Regions from separate parts of the Mus musculus genome. Here all the other regions are linked to region 3. The links are chromatin contacts, called in public promoter capture Hi-C maps. All regions are on one chromosome and are shown on one strand. The core of a region is the stretch at or near the end of the contact, and the rest is flanking DNA. Distances in the headings are between cores, read along the strand shown.

Region 1 (2,700 bases), core at 165-2,664, 1.1 Mb after region 3:
TCTCTGCTTCTCTGCCTCTGCCTCTGCCTCTAGTATGCTGAAACTAAATAAAGGGCCACCACACCGGGCTCACACACATTGCTGGGAGCACAGACTGCTCATAGGCAAAGGAAAGACCAGTCCATTTGGGACTTAGGGGTTCAGATCCAGCCTGCGTGTCTCTGAATGCCCCGGAGGAAGATGTACAGTGATACAGACAGGTAACCCCACCATCAAGCGGCTATGACACAGGCCTGCCATTCAGTACTCAGGAGGTGGGGGCAGCAGAATCAGGAGTTCAAAGCCAGCCTCGTTTACAGAGCTGAGCTTGAGGTCAGTTGGGGGGAAAAAAGGAATAAAATGTCAGGAGGAGGGGATAGGAGGACACTTGTCTCATGTGTCTCATGATCTGGGCCTGGAATTGTGTGGGGGTGTTCGGCACCTGTGTCTCTGAGTCACCAGGCCAACAGAGGCCTGACTTCCCCTTTCTTTGAGTGTGTTCCACAAAACCACCCAGTAAGTAGGAGTGAAACACAGGCGTCTGCCACGTGGGGCTCCTGGCACTAGCAGCCCTCATTAAAGACTAGCCTGTATTTTGATGTTCTGCCCAGCTATTCTCTGTAATTAATAATTAATTAGCACTAATATGTCCTGTAAGTGCCTCACTATGTATGTCTGGAAGTTTATGGGATCACCCCGGTGTGTTCTCATTCTGGCCCCTTCTGCAGGGAGCACGCGCGGGAGTGAGCACCAGCCTCCAGCTGCAGGCTAGCTGGGGCCCAAGGCAGAGTGTGGGTGAGTGACAGACATCTGGGCGCCCTTCACTAAGCCAGGCCCGAAATCCCATCAATCCTCGAGGCTAAGGTTGGAGAATTGATAGTTCAAGGACGGCCTAGGTTGTAGAGGGACTTCAGGGCTAGCCTGGATAGCTAGTGGGACCCTGACTGAAAACAGAATATTAAAGGCGTGATTTGTGGATGCAACCCCGCACCCATGGAGTTCCAGAGGGAGGCAGAAGGATCAGAAGTCTAAGGTTATCCTCAGCTGCGTTCTGAGCTTGAGGGTGGCCTGGGCTACATGAGACCCTGTCTCAAAAGAAAAAGCTTTCAGGTTGTGAAAGGACAAATTCAGTGACTCCCAGCACTGTGGAGGTGGAGCCAGAACCATGGGGAGTTCGAAGTTGTCTTTTGCTAAGCAGAAATGTCAAAGCCTGCGCTACAAGATACCCTTTGTTACAAGAAGAAACAAAACTTTTTTCTTTAGTCAAACAAATTAAAACACGAAGAAAGTAAAATAGAAACGAACTGCTATGATAAAAGTCGGAGCCGCAGAGGGCGGCGTTAGGGCCGCGGGAGTGCGTCGGACAGAGGCCACGCCTCCTCTTGCTGATTGGGCGCCGGGCCGAGACGCGCGGCTCCGGTTGGCGAGCGTGGCCGTTGCTCCGAGGCTCCGCCCTGTTGAGGCGGCTCCCGGGAGCGGCGGCAGCGTAGCCGCGCGGGTAGCGCGGGGCGGCAGTGTGGGGCGGTGGGGTTTGCGGCCGCGATGTCGCCTCCGTCGGACGACGCAGGCCCGGGGCCGCCGCGGACGCTGTCCCTCGCCGCGCGGCTGAGCTTCGCGGTCGGCCACTTCCTCAACGACCTGTGCGCCGGCATGTGGTTCACCTACCTGCTACTATTCCTGCACTCCGTGCGCGGGTACAGCTCGCGGGGCGCGGGGCTGCTGCTGCTGCTGGGCCAAGTGGCCGACGGGCTCTGCACGCCGCTCGTGGGCTACGAGGCGGACCGCGCCTCCTGCGTGCGCTGTGGGCCCCGCAAGGCCTGGCACCTAGCGGGTGAGCCTTTCCCTGCCCTGACTGTCGTCCTGTGTCCGTCTTCCCCTCTAACCGTCGTCCTGTGTCCGTCTTCCCCTGTGGTTGTCATCCTGTGTCATTCCTCCCCTCTGAATGCCGCCCTGTGTCCGTCCTCTCCTGTGGTTGTCGCCCTGTGGAAGTCCTCCCCTCTGACTGTCATCCTGTGTCCCTCTTACCCTCTGCTCCCCAGTGTCTCATCTCCCCGTTTTTGTCACTCTTGTGTCTGTCTGTCCTCTCTCTCCCGCTATATCCTATCCTCTCCGCTGACTGCCATCCGTGGGCCAGTCCTGTTCCCTCTACCTTTTCAGGATTCTGTACCCTGTCTTTAGTCTTACAGCTCTGCCCCCCCCCCCCCAGTCCCCTTCCCTGACTATCATCCTGTGTCCTGTGTTCCTCCTGCTGCCCACCCACTTCATTCTGTTCGCCTGTGGCTCCTGTCTGGGGTGGCCCAGCATGTAGTCCCCAGCAGCTCTCTCATTTGGTGTAGACAGTTGGAGAGGTTGGCCCTGGGGTTGTAGCCCCTCCCTGGGGAATTCCTGGAAGGCTCCGTCCCTTTGCCTGGGGTAGGGGTTGCAGAACCAGCCCCGCCCCTAGATGACATTTTTTCAAGACAGCAGTGGCCCAGTGGCATCTGCCAGCCTAGGGGCTGGAATTTCTAGTTTCTCAGGATCCAGGAAGAATCCGGGCTTCAAGGCACAGCCTGCACACCTGTCACCATATTCAAAAGCTGAAGCAGGGGGATGACTGTTTCATTGAGTCTCCAAAAATGGAAAGAAATACTCAGAAGGGCTTATGTTTGCCAGGAGATACCAGGCCAGCCTGACTTTGCACAGGCCTGGGTCCCTTCACAGTGGGACAGACAGGAGATGTTC
Region 2 (2,700 bases), core at 180-2,679, 1.0 Mb after region 3:
AACAAAGATGAGTGTCCTTCAGCCATTACCTGATTCTCCAGACCAAACATATCCTTATCTCAGGTCAAGGGACAGAGGAAGAACATACAACCACCTCTCTGTTTCATCCACCCCAACCCATCCACATCAAGAGCAGCCTCAGATCCTCTTCCCACCACAGCTCCTCACCCTCACCACCAAACATTCCTGCCAGGACACCTAGGCAGGGTTTCTCTGTGTAGCCCTGGCTGTCCTGGAACTCACTCTGTAGACCAGGCTGGCCTCGAATTCAGAAATTCACCAGCCTCTGCCTCCCAAGTGCTGGGGTTAAAGGTGTGTGCCACCACGCCCGGCTTTTTTTTTTTTCTTTTAAGATTTATTTATTATTATAAATAAGTACACTGTAGCTGTCTTCAGACGCACCAGAAGAGGCCATCAGATCTCATTATGGGTGGTTATGAGCCACCATGTGGTTGCTGGGAATTGAACTCAGGACCTTCAGAAGAGCAGTCAGTGCTTTTACCGGCTGAGCCATCTCACCAGCCCCCGAAAAAACCCAATCTTCATACCCCTTACACCCACAGTATTGATACCTAGCCAAATGTTGAGAAGGTAAAGACATTTGTTTTGCCTCAGCAGCCTGAGATCAGAAACGTGGGATGATCTGTGTCCATTTCTGTCCCTAGCTTATGGGATGGATAGACAGGGCAGGCCCAGCTAGGAAATCAGAGGAACTACAAACTTCACGGGGGTAGAGGCCAGTCAGGGTCAGGACCTAGTGTTGGGATGGGTGGGAAGGCAGGAAGGGTGGGGGTGGTGCAGCAGGCAAGGGGCTTCCTGCTGCTGACAAGAGTCTGGCTGACCCTGGGCAGACTATGGAACTGGGAGGTTGAGGTCACAGCCAGGCCAGGCATCTCAATCCCCACCAGGACCTGTCAGGGCCAAAGAGACCCAAGGTCACCTCCTCCACGCAGGCCCCCCTCCTCCAGCTACTAGGCACAGGACTAACACCCCTGCCTGGCTCAGTCATCCTGGGCAACTGTCAGGGCTTCAGGCAGTGAGTCTGCAGGGGAGGGTTCCCCAAGACTGCTCCATCTCTAGAGGACAGCCTGGTCTCCGACCTTACACCTCCCCTACCCCAGCCCTCTCCTTCCCCTCCAGCTCTTGGTCCCTGCAGTCAGGCTGGAGCTGGCCTTGCTGACCCAATATCCCTGGAAGGCTCCTGGACAGCCTTGGCGAAGGTTAGTTGCTGCTGTGTCAGGACCAGCCCCATTTGGCCTCCCAGCTCTTCCCACATGGCCTCCCTCTGGGTCCCTGACCTTTCAACAACTGATGTCTCTCTCTACTCTGTCACCCTTGTGCCCTGCTTGGTTCCCACCCTAGCGGCTGAGAGGCGAGGCCAGCGCCAGCGCAGGGGGTGGGGCTGACGAGAGTCGGCAGAAAGACAGATGGAGACAGGGCGGGACGGGAAACAGCCTCACAGTCCCATCCCTCCAGCCCTGGACGCCTGAGGGTCTCCAGTGCTCCCCTGTACCCACGGCCCCAGGGCTTCTGTTGGGGCCTCCCCTCAACCAACGTGACTTGGTTTCCCCAGGGAACTCCCCTACCTGCTCTCTCTGCCTGGCCTGGAACACCACAGAGGACACCTAGGTACAAACAGCACAGGTGAGTCCCTTGCCTCCCTACTGTGACTATACCACTGTACCCAGGTAAGCCTCTGCATAGATCCTGGGGAACCCAGATCCACTAACAACCCTGCTGTGGCCTGCCTACAGGGGGGAATGATAGCAACCAGGTGCCAAAGTTCCCTGAAGGGGATCCTGTGGTGTGACATTTACTCCGGTGGTCTAGCCTGGGCAAGTGCAGTTTCCCTGGTGGTACGTGGGTACACTGGTTTCCTGTGTCTGGGTGAGGCCAGTCCAAGATGCTGTGGCAGTGATGAAGTTGGGGGTGGGATGGAATGGAGCTGGGAGCTACAGTGTGTGGCTTGGAGCTGGGCATGGTGATTGTACTCACATAGGCTCAGCTCAGAACCTGGGTCACATCTCGATGGCACATGTCCTACCCAGAGAGGGGCATCCATCCAACATGCCAGAAAACAGGCCTCGGGGCCCCTCCCCCAGCCCACTGCCACAGGATGACACCTGCACCCTGGAACTGTGGCACAAACAGGAAGCAGGCAGTGGGGGGAACAGCATGCGGTGAAGGTGAACCTGAGTCTGTGGGGTTGTGGGCATGCACACTGGGTATTTGGGGTGCTGGCAGAACAGCCCACTGGGCACAGCTGCGGCCAAGGCTCAGCCTCAGGAGCTCATAAGCAGAAAGTCACCAGGGAAGGCAAATTCGTTACACGGGGAAAACTGAGGCTGTGTAGCGTGGCTATGGGTGATGGAGGTGTGGGGAGCCCAGGCTGCTCTGAGGCCTGGTGGGGGAGGCTTGTTGCAGATGGAGGAGTTGGGAGAAGGAGGAGGGGCCTAGCCTGCAGAGCCCAGCCACACACCACATTCCACCAAGGCTGGAACTCAGCCACCCAGCCTGGGCCTCAAGGAATGAGCTCTAGCGTCCCAGGGCACACATATACAAGGATGAGGCCCCATCCTAGACAGAATACCACTGCCTTCCACCCCCAACGGTGGGAACATGGCTCAGGAACGCAGGACCATCCCACATCCCAGGGACTCAGGGTGGGAGGGTTCCAGAATCCTTCTGCTTCCTGGTGTC
Region 3 (2,700 bases), core at 132-2,631:
CCGGCTTGGTTTTTTCACATGATGTTTCTCTATGCAGCCCTGGCTGTCCTGGCCACTACTGTCCTACCTCTCCTCTCTCTTTAAAGACAGGGATGGTCTTTCTATGCATCCCTGGCTGGCCTGGAATTCACAGACCGCTCTGCCTTCTGTGTGCTACACGTGCCTCTGCTGGACTTTGCTACTTCGTGGGCTTCTTTTTCTTCCATCCTTCTCCACCTTTTTCCTCCTAGCCTTCCAACCCCCAACACTAGATAAGAGAGAAAATGTTGGAGCTGGGCGTGGTGGTGCACACCTTTAATCCCAGCATTTGGGAGGCAGAGGCAGGCGGATTTCTGAGTTCAAGGCCAGCCTGGTCTACAGATTGAGTTCCAGGACAGCCAGGGCTACACAGAGAAACCCTGTCTTGAAAAACAAAACAAAACAAAACAAAAATAGAAAATGCGGCTTCCTTTCCAACATTCATTCATATTCTCTCTCTCTCTCTCTCTCTCTCTCTCTCTCTCTGGTTTTTCGTTTTTTGAGATAGGGTTTCTCTGTGTAGCCCAAGAGCTGGGATTAAAGACAAAGACTTGCCGGGCGTGGTGGCACACGCCTTTAATCCCAGCACTTGGGAGGCAGAGGCAGGTGGATTTCTGAGTTAGAGGCCAGCCTGGTCTACAAAGTGAGTTCCAGGACAGCCAGGGCTATACAGAGAAACCCTGTCTCGAAAAAACAAAACAAAAAAAAGACAAAGACTTGTGCCATCACACCTGGCTTCTATTTTATTATAAAACGAAACACTCACTGGGTCAGGGAGTCTAAAGCCAAGTCCCAGGATGGTGGAAAGAGAGCACTGATCTCTCCAAGTTGTCTTCTAATTAACCACTCACTTTTGAGGTGGTAGGCTCACACATCCCACAAGAAAAGCAGACAGCCTGGAGGTGGTAGCTCACGCCTTTAATCCCAGCACTTGGGATTAGCCTCTGGCCAGCCTGTTCTACAGAGCGAGTTTCAGGACAGCCAGGCCTACACAGAGTCCCTGTCTTGAACCTCCGTCTCCCCCAAAAATGTATGTATATATTTTGCTATTAGGAATCATAATTGTAAATATCTGATATGCAGGATATCTGATATGCCACCTCCAAAGAGGCTGTGACCCACGGGTTGAGAATCACTGCTTGAGACCTTGTACATGAGAGAGGCAGAAACACAGAGACAGAGAAGACAAAGAAAACCAGGGACAGAGAGACAGACACACTAACAAAAACCCCAAAGGGAGCCACGCCCCTCCGGAGGGTAGCGGCGCTTTTGCTCTGGCCTCCGGACAGCGGGGGGCAATGGCGAGTATCCGCAGAGCGGAAGCTGTTGAGCGGTGGAGGCGGGCCCTCCCGGCAGAGCTCGCGATAACTGCGCAAGCGCAGCCCGTACTTCCTTTTCCGAGTAACCGCCAAGATGGTGAGTATTCGTGCACGGCGGTCTGTGCTCCCGGGTATCCGTCGCCATCCTCCCGGGGCCCTTTCGCAAGACTCTGGACTCGCTGCCTGGGGATGTAGCGATGTGCTCGGGTGCCCGGAGACTGCGGATGGCGGGTGCGGAAGGGCCCGGATGGCTGCGGGCGGCCGCGGGGCTGTGTGTCCCCTCGCCCGTCCGCCGTAGCTTAGAGGAGCGCGGCTCGCGCAGCTCAGGTCCCTGGGCTCCCGGGTAAGGTTGCCGAGCCCCTGCTAACCCCGACTCGCGCTCACGCAGGCCGAAGTGGAGCAGAAGAAGAAGCGCACCTTCCGCAAGTTCACCTACCGTGGCGTAGACCTCGACCAACTGCTCGACATGTCCTAGTAAGAGGCCCCGTCACCTTAGTCCCGCCGGGTCGCTGGCCCGTTTGTACATTTTCCTTTTCTGTGGGTGGTGCTGGAAATAGAGCCAGAACCTTTGCACATGTCACATGGGAGAGGCAAGGAAGGGTCTCGAGTGCCGGGCAATGGTGGCGCACGACTTAATCCCAGCACTTGGGAGGCAGAGGCAGGGGAATTCTGAGTTCGAGGCCAGCCTGGTCTGCAGAGCGAGTTCCAGGACAGCCAGGGCTACACAGAGAAACTCTTGAGTCGGAAAAAAAAAAAGGGACCCGTGTAGCCCAGGCTCTCCTCGAACTCCTGATCCTCTCAACCTCCCTAATGTTTGGGTCACCATCACGGTGCAGAGCATCAAACTCGGGGCGTCCTAGCCTCCTAGGCAAGCGCTCTAGATTGTGACCTCAACTCGGCCCCTGCTACAGTTGTGCAGTGTTCGACAGTCTTATGTAGACAGAACTACCTTGCCTCAGTCTCCCGCTGACTGGGCTCACAGGCCTCCCTGTGACCTTGGGGAAAATCAACCACGGATAGGTAATTTGTCTGGGTGGGCTGTCAAAGGAAAAGGTTTGATCTCGGCTTACGTCACTGCCTGTGGAAGCTGGTGGATTCATTTTAGAGGGTTGTGCCCTGAAGGTTGACGGCAGTGCTATGGAGGACTTGTCTTTAGTGAGCTCCCGGCATGTTCCTTTCTGGGTGTGAAAGAAATGGAGCAGTGCTGGCGCAGCATGCTGTCCCCGGGTCTCCAAACCACCCCCTTCTCCCACAGTGAGCAACTGATGCAGCTGTACAGCGCCCGCCAGAGGAGGCGCCTGAACCGTGGTCTTCGGCGGAAGCAACACTCACTGCTCAAGCGCTTGAGAAAGGCCAAAAAGGA

Evidence for each region. Promoter capture Hi-C pulls out the DNA fragments that hold promoters and counts their contacts.
Region 1: a promoter capture Hi-C map of pre-B cells shows a contact between it and region 3. The contact joins the promoter of Mfsd12 here to the promoter of Rps15 in region 3. A contact is called at or near these places in 6 of 39 promoter capture datasets (cranial neural crest, embryonic stem cells, frontonasal cranial neural crest and 3 more) and 2 of 115 datasets of contacts at active chromatin or transcription factors (bone marrow-derived dendritic cells and embryonic stem cells).
Region 2: a promoter capture Hi-C map of liver shows a contact between it and region 3, with 2.7 times the contacts expected there. The contact joins the promoter of Tbxa2r here to the promoter of Rps15 in region 3. A contact is called at or near these places in 6 of 39 promoter capture datasets (cranial neural crest, frontonasal cranial neural crest, liver and 2 more) and 1 of 115 datasets of contacts at active chromatin or transcription factors (astrocytes).

What each region holds. Positions count from the first base shown.
Region 1 is chr10:81,356,077-81,358,776 of GRCm38.p6, forward strand. Mfsd12 (major facilitator superfamily domain containing 12) reads left to right here and starts at 1,415. Exons shown (of 10, transcript NM_028657.4): 1 at 1,415-1,810. The coding sequence starts at 1,522.
Region 2 is chr10:81,327,274-81,329,973 of GRCm38.p6, forward strand. Tbxa2r (thromboxane A2 receptor) reads left to right here and starts at 1,430. Exons shown (of 3, transcript NM_001277265.1): 1 at 1,430-1,644.
Region 3 is chr10:80,291,050-80,293,749 of GRCm38.p6, forward strand. Rps15 (ribosomal protein S15) reads left to right here and starts at 1,382. Exons shown (of 4, transcript NM_009091.2): 1 at 1,382-1,434; 2 at 1,726-1,811; 3 at 2,593-2,700. The coding sequence starts at 1,432.